Linked DNA regions of Mus musculus: region 1 is linked to region 2. The links are chromatin contacts, called in public promoter capture Hi-C maps. All regions are on one chromosome and are shown on one strand. Each heading gives the region's core, a stretch centred on a gene start, on an enhancer-like site or on the middle of the called end of the contact. The rest is flanking DNA. Distances are from core to core; before and after follow the strand shown. Region 1 holds the start of Atp5j (ATP synthase, H+ transporting, mitochondrial F0 complex, subunit F). Region 2 holds the start of Nsun3 (NOL1/NOP2/Sun domain family member 3).

Region 1 (6,809 bases), core at 645-3,144, about 22 Mb after region 2:
GGATGGACTGACAGAAATGCACAGAGGGTTTTGAGTGGTACCACTAATAGTTCAAGAATCGTTAACTATATGGCAGCTGATTGGCATAATGGTTATTAAACATATGTGAAGGGAGAGAGTGTATAATTTTCGCTACAAGGGCACAATTCCTGTCTGAAGATAATTTTGGCTGTCCTGAATAAGTTGAATGAAGGTGGCCTATAGTGGGTAAAGTTCGGGCACACTGCTATACTCCCTACAACATGAAAGATAGCAATCTTCCCTATTCTCATTTTGAAGAGTTATCTAAAGTGTCAATAGTACCAACTTCAACAAACCTGGTATAACATTTAGTACTGCTGAAAAAAAAATCAAATAAGCACGAGTTTTCATTCACCGATCCCGATAAAAATAAAACATTTGAGGAAATCAATGCCATTCATACTCTACCAGAGAATTATACAGGCGAAAGAGCTACAGGCAAGTAGACAAGACTTTATAATAAGAACACCACACTTGATTCATCCTGGAAATCTAGGAACACACTTAAGACATAATTAGTAAGGTATCAAGAATTCTTTAGCCCTAAAAATACTGTAAAATACTTCCATATTGTCCACTTAGGAAATACTCTCTAAGTGTTAGGGGAAGGTGCTTCTTTCAGTCTTGCTTATAGGTGATTAAAAAAAATATGTCTAAAGAAGGTTGTTTACCTAACATTCCACAGTCAACCTGCTCCCAATCTAACTGCCAAGACGGTCATTTCTTCTACAAGACAGGGAAAATACATTTTCACTTTCAATAACGCACCATCCCAAACAATGATTTCCAATCCCCACGTCTAATTTAGCGTACTCTCTGAACCCCAAACATACATGTATACTCACCTCCTAAGTCCTACTCAATCGTTCTAACAGTGACCACATTCTCTCTTACCAAAACTACTTGTTGTTTCTCCTTCACTGCCTTTCACTTTTTCAGATTAAATAGAGAATGCGATCTGTTCATGATCACACGGAAGACAAATGGCATCCTAAGTGTAGAACACCATTTGGGACAAATTCCGTACTGAATTAATATCCTGCACTAGCTTGCTGCTTGTTAGAGGTCTGATAGTAACAATATTGGGGAAAGCATGGTGGGGGTGGGGGTGGGGTAATCAAAGTTCAAACCCAGAGGTGTAGCTTTGGGAAGGCGCACGGCTCTCCTATTTATAGCGGTTGACTGACCAGCCTAGCCGAAGGCTAGTCCCTTTGCTGCTCGTGAGTATCTAATCATAAAGTCAATCGACAAAGCATGACTTCTAGATTGGATATAAAACTTTTAGGATATCACCATCGCCCTTTCCTGTCTTAGGAGGCTCGATCGCCGCCTGCATTATTCACAAGCCTGTGGCGCGCCGTGACCTTGGGCTGCCCCAGGCGGGCTGCAGGCTCACCACCCCGTCTTTTCTGCTTTTCGAGTCGGCCCGCTCTGCTCCCAGGAGAGCATTCACGGTCTTATTTAGTGAGCGTAAGGCAAATCTGAATACCCAGCAGGGCCGAGGTCACCTGTGACCCCAGGCCAGGCCAGGACGGTGCCAAGGACACGGGGCTGCGCTCTACTCCCAGGGCAAAGGTGACGGGCAGCCCTCTCTCCTCGTGAAGAAACCCAGAAGCTCAGTCCCAGGAGGCCGAGCTAGCCCAGTTACCCTCCCAGTCACCTTGCACTGAGTCCCGAGCTGCCAGAGTCACCGCCGCCGCCACCGTTCTACTTCCGGCCCTGGCTCCGCCTACACACGCCTACCCGCCATCGCAAGGCACTATGGGCCGCGGCTTCAGTCGTTCGACGCTCACCGGACAGGAAGCGCCTCGAAGGGAGTCTGCGACCGGACGCCTCTAGGTGAGACAGAAGCCAAACAGGAGGAGGAAGTGGAGGGTAAGTGCTTCCGGGTCCCTCAGCTAAGACTCCGCCATCTTTCCTACACTTTAACTTCACCCCCTTTTCCCTCTTGGAGACACTGCACTGTACGCATGCGTATTCTGGCCTGTCCCCTAGTTCAAGCTCCCTTCGGAGTCAGCGTCCCGATCCTTGGGGTTGGGGAGGTGGATGTAGGGTGGGGGTACAAAGGAGCGCGTAAAAACCAAAACCAAAACAAAACAAAAAACCAAAGCGGCTGGGGGGCGTTTGTGCCTCGTGAGCCCCGTCGTCGCGGGCGTTTCGGGCCGCGCAGCCTGCTGGGAGTTGTAGTTCCAGGCCCGGGGGTGCCTGGGAGGCGGGAGAGGGGCTGGGGTTCCTTAGCGCCGATTCCACGGGAAGGGCCCCGGGACCTTACCCTGCTACTCGCGGGAGCGGCGCGGCTCGCCCGGAGAGGCGCTGTACCTGGAGCCCGCGCCGCCGCCGTTCCCAGCCGGCTGTGGAAGCGCGGGCTAGGGCCACGGGACGAATTCCGGAGCTGGTGAGTTGCGGACGCGGGCTGGCGGGGAGCGCGGGCCCGCGCGGGCGGCCTGGTTCCGGGGCTTGTCCCCCCCCGCGGCCGCCTCTGTGTTTTGTTTCCGCTGGGTCCCCGGCGCTGCGACTCCCATTTCCGTTCGTGGAGACTTGAGGGAGCCTGGTGGGGAGGGGCGGGAGAGGCTGTGCGGGAAGCCGAGGGGAGGGGCGCGGGGAGCGGCGTGGCCCGGGCCGCGTTGCGGGACGCGGCGGAGTCGCCCGTCGCACGGGCGCGGTCCAGGCTCGGCGCGCTGGCCGAGCGCACAGCCCCGGGCGCTCCCGGGTCTCTCGGGAAGATGCCAGACCTGTCTGTCACCCGAGTCAGCCATCCCCGCACTAGCAGTACCGATTGCCCTTCTGGAACTGTCCTAGAGTCGCATCGGTGCAATCGTTCTAATGCATAGGATGACTTTCTGCGTCTTTCCCGAAGATGTCAGTGAAAGTTACTGTACCTTGCCAACTTCCCCCACTCCTCCCCCCGACCTTTTTTGGGGGTTGGTGTAGTGCAGTGAACACAACGATGGAGTTTAGGGGATTCCACCCTTAGGGTCCACAGCATAGAGAATGGTGCCAGCGCATCGTTTCACGATGACAAACAGTCATTTGAAACTAAATCCTTAGGTAGGCCAGTGAGATGGTTCGACAGGTAAAGGCACTTGCTGCCGAGCCAGACTGTTCAGCCTCTGGAATCCAGATGGAAGGAGGAGAGAACTGTCTGCTCTCTGACCTCCACAAGTGCGCATGCGCACCTTATAAGTGGTGTCTGGGTACGTGTAAGTTTGTGTTGGGTGTCACTTTCTAGCCTGGCTGACCTTGAACTTGCTATGTAGATTAGACCGGCCTAGAGTTTAGAGGCCTATCTGCCTCTATTTTCTGAGCGCCGGCATTAAAGGTGTGCACTACCTTGCCTAGCAAAATAAGTGCATTTTTTAATTGGTTATTTTATTTATTTACATTTCAAATGTTGACCCCTTTCTTGGCCTCCCCACCTCAATTTTTTTAAAACAGGTAGATTGAGCTAATGACAGGACTGACTGCTGGCAAGAGGAAAACATTTATATAGATCCCCCTCACATTCTTAGGTACCCCATGCCACTAAACACTGGCCATTTTTTTAGCACTTCTTTTTTCTTTCTTTTGTATTTGTATTACTACCTGGATGCCAACTGGATTTACGTCCATTTTATCTTTGCTACAAGTACAGACGCGTAACTTGGGGATACATAGTCGTGACTGAGTCAGTTCAGTAAGTACTGAGTGCGGTAGTAAGGTTGAGGAGCCCAGGGGGGCCAAGTACTGGATTCATCTGAGTCTCTGGCAACTGTACAACAAACCTACAGGACCGAAAAGAGGAATGGTAGTTTTGAGAACTCTCATGCTCTTCCCCAGAAGGAGGTTTTTTGGGGGAGTGAGGGGATTTCAGACAGGGTTTTCCTGTGTTTGGCTGGCCTTGAACGCTGATGCACCTCCCACTGCCTCCCAAGTGGTGGGATTAAAGGCATGGACCACTGCCTTCTGGCTCAGTTTTTAACTTTTTAAAAAATTAATGAATTCATTCACTTTATATCCCAATTGTCTCCCTCCCTGTCCTCCCCCTCACCCCATTACTCCTTCGAAGGGGAAGGCCCCCCTTCAGTATCCATCCTAGGACATCCAGTCACAGTAGGCCTAAGCCTGCCCTCTCCACTGAGGCCCAACTGGTAGTCCAGTTAAGGGAACGGGATCCATTGCCAGGCTCAGAGAAAGCCTCCACTCCAGTTGTTAGGGACCGACGTGAAGACCAAGTTGCACATCTGCTGCAAATGTGTAGGTGGCCTAGGTCCAGCCCCTGCCTGTGCTTTGGTGGGTGGTTCATCTTCCATGGCTCCAGGTTAGTTGACTCTGGAGGTCTTCCTTAACCCCTCCAACTCCCTCATTCCCATCCCCAACTCGTCCATGAGACTCCCTGAGCTCCGCTGATGTTTGGCTGTGCGTCTCTGCATCTGTTTCCATCAGCGGCTGGGATGAAGCCTCTCAGGCGACAGCTATGCTAGGCTCCCATCTGCAGGCACGGCAGAGCATCATGGTTTTAACTTCTAATCAGATTGGGTTTCTGTCCTTTCCTCATGAGACATAGATGGATATGCCAACCTTTCCCGAATGCCGACTGCATTTCCTAGGCAATGCAATGCCGTGTGGAGAGTTACGTTTACACTTCATTTTGGAATGATGTCCATTGGTGCTTTACCAATACCCCGAAGTTTTAATTTACTTTAGTTGGAGTTTCCTTTTTCTGTGCTGTGCTTTGCCAGTGTTGATAGTTTGTCTTAGCGCCCCCCCCCCTTTTTTTTCTATCAGTTAATTGAAGATTTAATCTATTCCACTTATTAGTCCCTTGTCACTTTCAGGCATTGTAGATAGCTTTTGTAACTTGAATTTTAATCATTATGTAATCAAATCAGATTTCTAGCTAAGCAGTTGTAATCGATCCCCATGCTCAGCTTCAGGTTTGAATCCAAGTTGCTTTAATACAGTTGATGTAGCTTTTATTTGCTTTTGTAGTGACTTGAATTAACTTACTGATTTAGACTAGGCCAACATGTAATTCTCCTGAGGTAATTGTTGTCTCAGAGGGTTACTGCCTCTGTCTGCTAACTAACCTAGGCCTAGCCTTGGAGGATTCTAGCCTCTGCACAGTCTTTATCTAGGCCTAGAATGTTTTCAGCCTCTGAGACTTACTGCTGAATAAACTCATCCTTTCTAGCTCTCTCTGAGCTCTGGCTGGCTGGTTCACTCAGCTGTTCTGAACAGCTCAAACTCCTCACCATGATAACTGATTCAGTCTGGTTTCCCTCTCAGCTTCTCCTGAGGTCCCTGCTTTGCCTCAAAGTAGCTCTAGCAATCTGTTCTGGTCTTCTGGCTTCTTACTCTGCAGCCTGTTCTGTCTTTGCCTATGTCTATCTTGTTATCTCTTCAACCTGGCTATAGCTGTCTTTGTAAAACTGTCTCCTGTCTTCTTTTCACTCTGTGCACTGCCTTTTTCATGAGCGTTGGGCATGTACTCTGTCAGATCTTTCTGATTCATCACTTTGTCTGCCACTGTATTAGACATCACTTACAAACATGGGTGCTTCCCTCTACGAACTAACAACTTTACCTCCATTGTTTGGATTAAAGGTGTGTCCTAAGGGCATGCCTTTAATCCTGCTAAAGGAATTAAAGCTCAGGGCTGAGCCACACTACAACTAGATACAGCCCCTCCCCCCAAGTAAATGACTCACAGTATGATCAAATATCCTGAACACCAACAAGTTCCAATCCATAGAGTAATGGAGTCACCATCTCAGGCTAACAGATGCCACTCTAAACAAACTGGCTTATAAATGTTGTATGTGAGCTTTTACATATAGAGAGTACCTCTCTCCCTCTGATGTAATTCAGTTTTGGTCTCTTGCAGATCATTTTTGTTTGTATACATGAAGTTTAAAAAACAAAACAAAAACTCTTTAACATTTACCTCTTCCAGGACTGAACTTTTGAACGTCTTCAACCATGACTAAGAGAGAAGCAGAAGAGCTGATAGAAATTGAGATCGACGGGACTGAGAAAGCAGAGTGCACAGAAGAAAGGTTGATGTTTCTGAATTGATCAATTTTAATATTATCAGTATGCCACGTTACAGCTGAGGAGTAGGCCAGTGTGCTTGTTTTTAACCTGACCTCACAGTTTAGAGGACTACATATTGTAGTTTGGTTTTTGTCGTCCCCATCTGACTTCGTAGCTCAGAGAGGAAGGCATTTCTGAAATACAGGCAGCAGTGAGGTTAGTTGATCCGTATCACATGGTTACAGTAGTCTGCACCCACCCCATCTAAGGATACTCTTTTTTTTTTCTCCCATTTAAGTGCTGGTGACTTTTATGACAAAGACAGTTTAATTCAACCTGAACTTACTTAACAATAGTTATTTATGGATAACTGTAGAGGATGACTAGAAAGGATAGGCTGCTGTGCTTATAGCCAAAAATATGCCAATAGTCCTCACTTAGTCAAAAAAAATTTTTTTTACATTAACCAAGTATAATATTATTCTAAAATAATATTATCATTAACTTTAAAATAATATTATCATAAACTTTAAATGTTTTAAGAAAAAAATGTGATGTATATGTGATGTGTGTATGTTCACTAAACTTCATAAGTATATCATTATACTTGGAAAATATGTAAGTATAAAATGACATATTTATCTGTATGCACACTTACACATTTATATACTTATATGTATGTGTTAAATGTGTGCACCTGCATGCCAGAACACGCATGCAGAGGTCAGAGGTCAGCCTCAGGCATTGGTCCTCATCGTCCATCCCGTTTAGACAGG
Region 2 (6,504 bases), core at 312-2,811:
TTCCATACAAATCCCCATTCACTACCATTCCGATCAACAGCTCAGACTCATCAAAACACAAATCATATTTGTCACTTTTTTTAAAGAAGTCATGGAGTTTATTGCAGAGATATGGAGTACGGCTGAACACAGAGGTCAGAGGACAACCTACAGTCTAGTCCCCGCTCTGGGAATGCCAACTGCCTTCCCTCCCCGCCAGTTCCACCATGGCCACTTGGCCATGTTCATGCATGCTAGGCTTATTTAGATTGGTCTGTCCATGTGCACATGTGCTCCACATACAGATGGCATGGTGACAATAATTGCCAAATAAAGCCTGACTTTAGCTAAGATAGAGGAACACTGACTTTAAGGACTTGGTATTACCTGAATTTCATTAAGTTAAATTTCTTCCAAGTTAGGATTTTTATTACAGCGTTGTTTTAAAATGTGGTGCCTCCCCATTTTACAGATAAAAGCCAAGTGCTTGAGAGGGCATTACTATCTGCCCCACATTTCTACATGCCAGGTGATTCCTTCACACATAAAATGTACAGTCACCTCCTCCCTCCTGGACTGTGCCACTCTCAAGGAGGTATTTGCTACATACTTCCCTTTCCTCTCACAAAATATCAAGAGACGAACCATACTGACCTTACTGTACTCCAGGAATCCCCAAGTTCTTTCGAATACTGTTTGTCAAACTGATCCAACACAACTCTGCATAGCTGTTTGGCAAGCTTCCCCTCTGATTTTGCTTTCAGCTATGATGATAAGAAAAAGGTGCTGACAACACACTGTGATATCACATATTTATTGAAAGTTGACAGTGACATTAAATTTTCTTTATATCTCTACTTATTCGTGGAGACTTCCATACCTGTCTACAACATACTTTAATAAACACGTCTCCACACCACTCCAACTCCACCCAGACTCCCACTGTGTGTTCCCCTTCCAACTTCATGTCCTTTTAAAAAATCCACTCGGGAACAATTAGTGCTGTCGTTATGCACATGGGGGTGTGGAGCCATACCCCAAAGACAACTCTCTCCCGGCCTCAAGCCAGCTACTGCCAATAATAGCTAGTCAGGAGTGGGGCTTCCTGATTTTTAAAATGTCAGTTCCTGCCGTTGGATCAACTCCTTACTTGTAACAAAATTATTTCATGGTTTTTCTCGAAGTGGTAATTACCAAGTGTTAGAGGTGAATCTATGCTAAAAAAAAAAAAAATTCAGAAGCCATAAAAGTTTTGTTGTTGTTGTTTGTCTTTTAAAGTAAGACTGTAAAGAAAAAAGTATTCCAAAGTTTATTTACGGAAATAAGCATCGCCCCAACTTTCTGGCTCTCCCCTCATCACCGGGGTGCACCCAGGGCTGAGAAAGCTCGCAGTGACAATGTCGCCGGCCCGCGGGACAGCAGCAGCACCAGGAACACACTCAGCACGGTTCCGGGCTGTGGGCAGTGCGGGTCCCATCCCAGTCCACCCTGCCTCTCGGTGGCTTCAGCCCGGGGCGCTCGACCGCCAGAGCCTCACCCGAGTCAGCATGGTCCCCGCCTGAGCTCGCCAACTACGGGTCTCCGCTAGAGTTCGCGCGGGGTAACACGAAGAAACGCCATACTTCCGGGTCCTGCGAGGAGGTCACAGATGGGCTGGCTCGCAGTTCCTGTTTCCGGTCTCGCGAGATTGTAGACAAAAATCTCGCGGGAGACTCAGGTCCTGCAAGAGGCGGAGCCAAAGCTCTCTGGGGACTCCGGAGCTGCTGGGGTGCGAACCCCGAGCGAAGGGTGGAGTGTGGGTGCTGGTTTACAGAGTCACCCTTCCTGTCTCTGTTCATGGGGTCGAGAGAAGACCTGTATCAGTGTTTTAGATGCACAGGCATTGCTGGTTTACAAAACCGAACCCCGCGATGAGAAAAGCGGTAGAAAGATTAAATCGCGCCTCTCCTTACATTTGCCCGAGTCACTCTATCTTCAAACTGGGAAGTGATAAATGTTACACCGGAAGTACCGACTGCCCCCACTGAGACTGCGGGCATGTGCTGAGGGCTGGCCGTTAGCATGCTCTGTAGCCAGCTCGACAGGGATGCAGATATTTCCAGACATGCTCAGGTCTCCATCTATCAGCCTCTGAAAGAATGGACCCAAAGTATCAGGCTGAGAGAAGGAAAGAGGGGACAGCCATAGGGAAACTTGTCTTCTGGAAAGAGCTTTCCAACAGCTCTAAAATGTCAGAGCGTCTTCTAACAGGGTGAGATTGAACCCGGATGACAATGGCCAAAGACACGGGCGGAGGTTGGGTACGGGGTTCCACTGGATGTCTTTGTTCCTCTTCCCAATGTGGTCACCTTGAATAAACGGCCTTTTTCTGCTTTCCAGTTTCAATTTTGTTTTTTAAATAGGCTGATTTATTATAGGTGGCTGGACTTTGATATAAGAACTGTCACATCATTGGTACTTGAATAATACCTGTTTTCACCAAGCACTAAGACCACACTCCCAAGGACCAGGAAGGACTCACCAAGGCCCTGGCCTACTTCAAGCATCAGTGTTGACATTGTTAGGAATAACCACTCATTAGCATTTGCCTTGTTCTCTGGTAACAAACCAGAAATGTCTCAGAGATGATTTGGTCTCCTATAGTAACTAGGCATCTTCACGTTGAGATGGCACTCGATGCTCAAAGTATCAGTATAGGATATGCGATAGGTAGGTGCTGGACTCTCCAAATCCTATACAAAGGAAATGTCTTCTACACGAATGTGATTTAAAGCTTAGTTGGTTTTATTTTTTGTTTGTTTGTTATTTTTTTGTAAGTTCCTCAGTAATCTATAGTGTGTTAGAATTTTGATTCAGTATAAAATAAAATAATTGGTATGCAAATGACTACATGAATACACACCTGTTCTATATTTGAGAAAAAGTAATTCATTTACTCTTTAGCTGTTATATTCAGAGATTTTGTGCATTTTCTATGTTCACTATAAAATGCACCTACTAGTAAATATACTAGATTTATATTTGCAGTGAAAGAAGACCTAGAAAATAGGAGGTAGACTCCTATTAGGATGTTAAACTTCAAAAGGTCAGATCTATTAGCAACTTGTTTTGAGCTACTGATGGTATAAGAAACAACCTACCCCAAATATAAGAATTTATTGTTTCTTTGTTAATATTGTTTTGAGATAGCATCTCAGGTAGTTCAGAGTGGCCTTGAACTCACCATGTAAGGAAGGATGACCTAAACTGATCCCACTGCCTCCACCTCAAAGGTATTGGGGTTATCTGTGGTATGCTTTCATGACTAATTTATGGGGTTGCCAGGGGTTGAACCCACAGCCTTGTGAATGCTAGGCAAACAATGTACCAAGAACTACTCCCACACTATTTTTTTTCTTTCAATGATTATGAATTTTCATACTTATACAAGTCATGTTACAACTCTTGTTTATGTTGGCAAAATGTTAAGGGCCCACTGGATATGAAAACCTGTTTGGTACTGTGAGAGATCTTCATTCCTTAGGACAAATGGCAGAAGGAAAAAAAAAACCCCTAAAAAACAAAACTAAAACTAAAACCCACAGAGTTGCCTGGAATCAGGCAATGAGGCTATTTCAGTTCAGGTGAGCCTCCTCTTAGTGTAGGGGGTCTCTGGGCATTGTACAGAAATTTAAGCTGACAATCCAGCGCTTGAACACATAAATATGACCTCATTTTTTAATTGTTTTAGTTGTCTTAAACTTCCCTTTATAGGGGGACATAAAATATATCATGTGGAGATCACATATGTACATATATATGTATGTAATATGTTCTAACAAGTTTGACTCCTCGGTATCTCCTGTTGGGACTGCCTTTAAAAAGGTAAAAATAATGCTGTGAGTGGGAGGTCTACTCCAGCAAACTGACAGCCTTTGCAAAGGACACACTGGTAATGGTTGGTGTCGGTCACAGGTGCTGCAATAGAGAGAAGCTTACCAAGATGATAAACCTTTACATTTTCTGAAGGAACAGAGGGGTTCCGCCTTCTTGGAAAAGACTGAACCTGACTACCTCACTCCAGTTACTTTTATTCGTTAGTTAGAACAGACAACCCATACAAATCTTGACCATGGTGAGCCCATGGTAAGAATGTCAAGTTTTCCATTGAGTGTCTTAGGACCAAGGTTTAGACAGCTGCAAGATCTCACACAGGAACTAATACAGACTTTCCAGGGGGACATTTCTTCAAGGTTCAAACAGTCTCAAACAATTTCACAGCCTCCACGGATTAATCTAAACATTGCAAAGGCTCTGCTAAAACATTTCTCTGAAATCCAAGCATAAAGGCTTTACTGCCCATATCACTACATCACCTCCCTTTTCTTTCTTTAAGCAGATTTGTTAGGAATAACAATGTAGCATATTATGGAGTTGTAAATATGGCCTTTCGTCTGTCTAGTTGTCTAACAGCTTTATGTAAATAAATCAGCATACATACATACATGTGTAAAGCTATCACAACAAAGAGAATTATAAAAATCACAAGAACAAGAAACTTATTAAAATAATTCATGGGAATAAATGAAGCTACAACATCTGCAAGACCTGTCCCGTTCACGTCATTCCCTGTTACATCAGGCATCTTCTCTGAAAAGGTTTCTATAATTTCTTGCTGTAAAACATAAATCATCTGAGAACAATTGGGATGACCCAACAAATACATTTTAACCTTTTTCCAATCATATTTGCTCTCGTTGAATCTTAAAGGCCTAATACAATAAAAAGTAACATTCCAATCATATTTTAATTTCATTTCTTCTCCCAATAAATCTAACTGATCTCCAAAGACCGTCAGAGCTTGCTTCAATTCAGCTACTACCTCAGCTATTTCCTGGTCTATCTATTCTGTAGAGTCCAAGGTTCATGAGAATGCATCTGCCAATCTTTCACAAATTAGCAGCTCGAACTTCTGTGTGAAAAGCAACTCGAGCTGCATCGTAGTAGCAGTTGATGTGATAATTCCCAGGACCACAGAAATTATCAACCCAGCTGTCTTAGTCAGGGTTTCTATTCCTGCACAAACATCATGACCAAGAAGCAAGTTGGGGAGGAAAGGGTTTATTCAGCTTACATTTCCACATTGCTGTTCATCACCAAGGAAGTCAGGACTGGAACTTAAGCAGGTCAGGAAGCAGGAGCTGATGCAGAGGCTATGGAGGGATGTTCTTTACTACCTTTCTTCCCCTGGCTTGCTTAGCCTGCTCTCTTATAGAACCAAGATTACCAGCCCAGAGATGGTCCCACCCACCATGGGCCTTTCCCCCTTGATCACTAATTGAGAAAATGCCTTACAGTTGGATCTCATGGAGACATTTCCTCAACTGAAGCTCTTTTTTCTGTAATAACTCCAGCCTGTGTCAAGTTGTCACTAAACTAGCCAGTACACCAGCCATCTCTCGAATTCTTAATATTCTACCAGCGAGCTTCTGTATTAGTACCATCACAGGAGAGTCTTGCTATGGTCGCCAGCCTCACTTGTATCCAGACTGCTGGCCTAGCTCTGAGAATATATAAACTTTCAAAGGTAACATCTAAAGACACAGCAGCATGGACACAAGTATAGAGAGTACAGCCTGCACAGTGTTGCTTTGATTCCCATTAGGGAGCCATAGCACAGGCAGTAACACATAAGGCAATGGTTTACAAGCCATAAAGGTGTGACTGTTTTAAATTAAAGGGCAAATGAAATTTATCATAATTAAAGTTCCAACTTTCCATTCCATGCTTTGAGTGGGTGAAAAGCGCTTGCCAATTTCCACAAATTAATCCGACTAGAACTACAAAATTGTAATAGAGGGTCTGACACTTCAATTCCATGCCACTCAGTAGAGTCTCTAGAAGCAGAAAGAACTTCCACAGTTTTATCTGAATTGGACCCTTGCCATTTCAGTTCTGAGAATGCAGTCCTCAAGGGCGTCCACGAGGGCTCCGGTCAACGACTTCTTGCTTAACAAGCACCCAAGGCTTCTCACCTATACACTGCAGCCAATATATCCAGATTCCTTGTTAGTCATCCATAATTTGCAAGATGGTAAACATATGGAACCCATGACATTAATCTTTTGTCCCTCAAATCCAAATGCACGAAGCATAAGTAGCTTTCTGTAAGGATTCTGAGTCGTACTTTGATCAACTCTAGATACCCAAATTGAGACATTATGCTTAAGCAATAAATTCCATTACCCATATGAATAGGAATTGCTTTTAGTCTCACAGTGTAATTTACAATTCCCTTACCCTCCTGAGCGGGTTGAGCTGATCCATGATGGACATTAGAACCAGATCGCCCAGAAGAGTCACTGACCACCACAAGAATAGTCATGTCTCCCCAACTTCTGCATTAATCAGAGGATTAGGAATACAATCCCACTAAGTATGATTTGTCTGCATTACCTGGATAGTTATCACAGATGGCATGGCAAGAAACATGGTTGGAGTGCTCTGAGATTTTCCAGACAGTCAACCTATTGTTCTCCTTCCTCA

What was found. Promoter capture Hi-C pulls out the DNA fragments that hold promoters and counts their contacts.
Region 1: a promoter capture Hi-C map of pre-B cells shows a contact between it and region 2. The contact joins the promoter of Atp5j here to the promoter of Nsun3 in region 2. A contact is called at or near these places in 1 of 39 promoter capture datasets (pre-B cells) and 1 of 484 Hi-C or Micro-C datasets (CD4 T cells).

Annotation. Positions count from the first base shown.
Region 1 is chr16:84,833,128-84,839,936 of GRCm38.p6, forward strand. It overlaps Atp5j (ATP synthase, H+ transporting, mitochondrial F0 complex, subunit F), which reads right to left and starts at 1,895. Exons shown (of 4, transcript NM_001302214.1): 1 at 1,682-1,895. Gabpa (GA repeat binding protein, alpha) reads left to right here and starts at 1,997. Exons shown (of 10, transcript NM_008065.2): 1 at 1,997-2,416; 2 at 5,954-6,056. The coding sequence starts at 5,980.
Region 2 is chr16:62,785,155-62,791,658 of GRCm38.p6, forward strand. Nsun3 (NOL1/NOP2/Sun domain family member 3) reads right to left here and starts at 1,562. Exons shown (of 6, transcript NM_178925.3): 1 at 1,517-1,562; 2 at 634-743. The coding sequence starts at 1,528.